Regions from separate parts of the Zea mays genome. Here region 2 is linked to region 1. The links are chromatin contacts, called in public Hi-C maps. All regions are on one chromosome and are shown on one strand. Each heading gives the region's core, a stretch centred on a gene start, on an enhancer-like site or on the middle of the called end of the contact. The rest is flanking DNA. Distances are from core to core; before and after follow the strand shown. Region 1 holds the start of LOC100274749. Region 2 holds the start of LOC103635707 (Glycine-rich protein family).

Region 1 (2,700 bases), core at 4-2,503:
ATATATATGTATGTATATATGTATGTATATTTTTAGAACTAAAAGCATATCCCATAGATAAAGAAAAAAAAAGCATTCTAGTCTACTTTTGAACTAACTCACCAAATCAATACATGAGTCATGGATGTCACCAGATAAAAATCATGCTCGATGTGCAAAGCGCATAATCCTTTAATGAGTAGGCCCACCATAAAATGGTTCCGAAAAGCTAGAACTCAACAATATTGTGTACCATGAGAAAATTAAGGAAACATCATATTTAACAGAATTTAATGACCAGTCTAAACAAGCAAGGCAGTGTTATCTGTGTTCCCAAATCCAAAGTTTTGATATTTGAGTCCGTGAAACTGTATGCCAGTGTTATCTCCCCAACTCTTAAATTGTTCTTGTCAGCAGGTTGCATAAAAGGCCCAGAAAAGCAGCAGTTGACGAGACTGGAACTACAAAAGCTTGTTGAATCCCATTGGATGTATCTTAACCGCAAACAAAGTGACTTAAGACTGGATCTGAAACACTAAGGATAGATTATGGTAAAATACTAATATTAATGTTGCATCTGCCAAAAATTCGACAACGGAGTCCCAAATTTTCAGTAAGGAAGAGAAACAAAGCTCCCCATACTATGTGTCTCTGTTGTGGATTAATCAGGAAACAGGGGATCCCTTGATATTTTCTTTAGGAACGACTAACAACTCTTCCACCAGGAAGCAAGTCCGCACATTAAAACCCCTACACATCTGAATCTGGACTTGATCAGGTAAACCCAGTACCCAGGAGTCCCTTAAGATCGTCCAAACAGGACAATCGTGGCTATGAAAAGGAGAAACTATAATAAATTGAGCTAAACAAGGAAGCTGAACTGAATCCCCATCTATCTCGCACAGACGACTGCATAAGGAACCTGAATCAAAAGAGATCTCATTTTAAACAAGGTGCCTTGCTATACCTTGTACTCGTTCTTGGGGGTCCCATAACCCGAGAAGAACATCTGCGCTACAAGCACCTGGTTGGCGATGTCTCCTTTGCGCGCCTCCTTGTACGCGTCCTGGAACCAGCGCTGGACGCAGTCGCCGACCACCTCTGACAGCGGCTTCCGCTCGGACTCCGACCCACCGACTCCATTGGCTCCCTCCATCGCTTCGTCCCTGCCTATGTACGGTTCGTTGCTGGCTGCGGCAGCTGCGGCGGCAAGGGCTTGGGGCTTCCTCCCTTCAGGAGTGCCGCAGCCGACGATGGTTTGGAGAAAAAAGAAAAGAGCGAAGGAGAGAAGCGCGGAAAATACAAATAGGCGGCGAGCAAGGGGTGTTTGTGTAAATTGCAGTGTCCTTGGCTTTGGTGGGTTTTGCCCGTTTCTCCAACTTGCCTCCCAAACCTGCAGGATGCGTCGGCAGAAGCCGCCGCCGCACCCGCACGCGTTTTTGAAGCGGGTGCGGTCTTCTGTCCTATGCTCCGAATCTGAACCCGACAGCTTCGGACCATTGCGTGCACTATGTTTTTTAAGTAGCAGCTCTACTATCGTATCTTCTATCTCATTTAGTATTTTAAATTTTACTTACGAGGTGTTTAGATCTCTTTATTTTAGAGAAATTAGAATTCACTCAATAAAGTAACTTATTTAGTTTGGAATTTGACATTCCATCACTTTTCAAAGTTCAGATATAAGTCTATCTCAAATTCATGGGGTGGAGATGAAAAATGATTTTATGCATTAATAGAATTTGTTTCTACTATGTAACTTACACGACACTCTTCGTCTCACTCCTCTATAGTAAAAATATAACATATAAATATCTTCGATATCTTGCTAATAATAGTATATAAATATATTTTGCGTAAAATCGAATTAGCTTAATTGATATATGCCTAAATTACTATTATTAGAATGAAATTCAATTCCAATGATCCAAACGGGGCGTTAGTGGTATCTACGGTGTAAATCTCCTATTTTCGGCATCTACCGAAGACAACCTTAAAAATTGTGTCTGTCGGAGGCAGAAATTCTTCACCACCCAAGACAAAATGCACCCCTCTAATCCTAAGATGTGGAGGGGGCTTAGAAGTTTACCTGACCACATGGATGAACACAAGAACACAACGGTTTAGAGTCGTTCGGGCCGCTTGAGCGTAATACCCTACATCCACTATGAGTTGGATTGCTTGAGAGATTAAGTGTAGGGTTGTCCCCCTGCATCACATTGTGCTCCCCTTTTATAGTCTGATGGGAGCACACACAAGAGAGTTGGACCGAACAAGTGGGCCCAGCGTGCCTATCTTAAACATATACTACCCAAAGATATAAGTACAACTATGAGTTGAGATCTTCCTCCCCCGACTATCGTGCCGACTTCACGATCAGGTATGTTCTCTTTGTTCATCATCCTATGTATGCTTTGGAAGCTATCAAGTATGTTGCTGTTGCAGGTACATGCGAGAATTAATGTGATATCTTCGTGTTGTCACATCCGATCTGTGCATCAGTGGGTGTATCGGGTGGCCGAGCGGCGCCTCATGATGGCGTTGCTTAGACACCTGAGATAAACGCCTCGGTTACTCGCACTATCTTGATCTCGCATTAAATGTGTGTGGCGTAGGCATGACGTTGAGCGTCTTGGAAACGCGTGGGGCAGTCTTGTCGCTCTGTATAGCATGTCACTCCCCATCATCATGTAGAGCACGCTTCAGATACCCTGCAATAAATGC
Region 2 (2,700 bases), core at 2-2,501, 140 kb after region 1:
CTCCGTATCCGTCCCCGTTTCCAGCAGACTCCGTATTTGCACTCCGCATACAGTCTATGACAGCTGGGGCCCGCGAGCAGGAGGTGGCGCATGCAGTCTTCTGCGGAGAGGAGAGAGAAACCGTGGAAAAGGGGAGTGCAGGTACACGGCGTCTGTTTTGCGGAGACGGATGCGGAGGCTGCTGGAGAGCGAAATAGTGACTCAGAGCGTGTATAATACGGATGTGGAGTGGGATGGGGAGTGTTGCTGGAGTTGGTCTAATGGTCGAAGACAGTAAACCGAGTCCCTCGAGAGACTCGCGCGTAGGGATGGCAGCGGGTCGGGTTGTGTTCGGGTATGATAATACCCGACCCGATATCATACCCGGTCCTTATACAAATATCCATATCCACCAAGTCAATCGGGTAAAAAAATGGACCCGTACCCGTATCCACCGGGTATCCGTCGGGTATCGGGTATACGGTGGATATGCTACTATAAAATATAAATCTACATGTAAATTGATGAGCAACACAATTTATGACAGATGGGAGTTAATGAACACCATCACAACATGTGAAATTGATAAGCAACATCACCAATTTACAAATCATAGTACAGTTCATGACTAGTACACGTCCAGTTCACATACCATAGTACAGTTCACAAATCATAGTACACATTCAAGTTCATGACTAGTACACGTCCAGTTCACATACCATAGTACAGTTCACAAATCATAGTACACATTCAGTTCACAAATCATAGTACATGTCCAGTTCACAAATCATAGTTCACACAACACAAATATAAGAAACACCACAATGACAGGAAGTCCATGATGTTCATGTAGTAGCAGGCAGGCAGCAACTTCGTAGTAGCAACCAACAAGTTCATGGATCAATGGTTTCAGATTGCATGCCATCCTAACAAACTGACAGATCATATAGTTATTCAAATAGAAATTTAGTAAAATATAGAATGGCGAGATGGGAGGCCGGGAACTTAGGGACTTAGGGTTAGCCGGTTCACTGCCTTGAGCTTTTTTTCTTTGCTTCATGGGCCAAAAACACAACATGTAAAATTGTGAATTAATATTTCGGGTATCCAGTGGATATCCATGGGTAAAATATACTATCCGTACCCTATCCGACGTATTTCGGGTACCCGACCCGATAGGATCCACGGGTGAGTTTTTCAACCCGTATCCATGTCCACCGGGTACAAAAACCCGTGGGCCCCGCTCGATAGAGCGCGTGTGCGCAGTACAGTGACCTCCTAATTCCTATTCCTTCCACCCTGCTCTCCTCGTCCACTGTCTCCTCTGCTCGCCCACCAAAGCAAGATTCACTCGCCCGGCCGGCCGCCATGGCCAGATCAGCGCCGGGGCTGCCGCCGCAGCACTATGCCGCCGCGGGCGCCGGCCGCCGCTCCTCCTCCTCACCCGCGGCGTCTTGCATCTTGGCGGTCCTCTTCCTCCTCCTAGCCGCCTGCGTCGCGGCGGTGCTGCTGTTCGTGTTCTTCCGCCCGCGCGCGCCGGCCATCGCCGTGACGGCCGTGCAGCTCCCCGCTTTCGCCGTGGCCAACGGCACCGTCGCCTTCACCTTCCAGCAGCTGGCTTCCGTGCGCAACCCCAACCGGTCCCCGCTCACGCACTACGACAGCTCCCTCCACGTCGCCTACGCCGGCGGCGAGGTCGGCTCCATGTACATCCCGGCAGGCCAGATCGACGGCGGCCGCACGCAGTACATGGCCACCAGCTTCACCGTCCCCGCCTTCGCCGTCTCGGCCACGGGCGCCGCCGCGCAGCCGACCACCATCTCCGTCCCGGCGTCCGGCCCGTCCCCGCACGTCACTGCGGCTCTAGTGCAGCCGCCGGTGATGGAGGTGGACTCGCTGCTGCGGGTCAAGGGCAAGGTCACCGTTCTCAAGGTGTTAACCCACCACGTCGAGGCGGCCAAGGTGTGCCGCATTGGCGTCTCGCCGGCCGACGGCCGCGTGCTCGGCTTCCGATGCTGACCGTCGGCCGAGCTCACTAATGCTGGCCCTGGCCTCCACCACCCAGCCAAGATCTGACAATCTCATCGCTCTGTCAGCCTGGTCGGTAGGCCCTGCTCTCCACATCAAATTAAAACTCTTGATGAATTCGGTTCAGGCTTCAGTTCAGTCATCCGTTAAATTGTAAGATAAGGCTGTTCTATTTGTAAATTAGATTAGTCTCTACGGTTCTCAAGATTTGTTGTACTTCTTTATGCTTGTCTGATTTACTAGATTTTGCGGCTGGCGTGTTCTTGTTGTAGATTATCACTGGTATAGATTTCATAGTCAGAGTCCGGACCAAACAAAGGTTTGGTTCTTGAGATGGTGGTTCTTGTTCCAATTTCAATATTGATTGCTTATGTCAACCAAACATAGTGGAAAATGCACTGCATTCCGTTTTCATGTCTTTTGCAAGTGGAAAATGCTCTTGCATTGCACTCCAGAATGTATGTTGACATGCTATTCCAAGATAGAGATGAGACTGTTCTTGCAAACTTCAAGTTGAGATGCTCTCTTTGTGGGTGATTCGGCCCAGCATATTCTGAGCTCAAATTGCTATTGTACTAGGCATCATAATTGAGCTCAAGTAACAGCCTCGCCATCAAGGCAAGGTTTCAAACCTAAGCCTCTTAGGATCTTCTGACAGTTAAGCGCAGCCATAGCCGAAGATAGCTGCAGCTA

Evidence for each region. A called contact is a pair of places that touch in the nucleus more often than the background predicts.
Region 2: a contact with region 1 is called in a Hi-C map of tassel, with 6 times the contacts expected there. The contact joins the promoter of LOC103635707 here to the promoter of LOC100274749 in region 1. A contact is called at or near these places in 8 of 25 Hi-C or Micro-C datasets (bundle sheath, ear, endosperm and 4 more).

What each region holds. Positions count from the first base shown.
Region 1 is chr8:112,769,448-112,772,147 of Zm-B73-REFERENCE-NAM-5.0, forward strand. LOC100274749 reads right to left here and starts at 1,254. Exons shown (of 3, transcript NM_001149041.1): 1 at 947-1,254. The coding sequence starts at 1,135.
Region 2 is chr8:112,908,883-112,911,582 of Zm-B73-REFERENCE-NAM-5.0, forward strand. LOC103635707 (Glycine-rich protein family) reads left to right here and starts at 1,252. Exons shown (of 1, transcript XM_008658093.4): 1 at 1,252-2,441. The coding sequence starts at 1,348. The coding sequence ends at 1,998.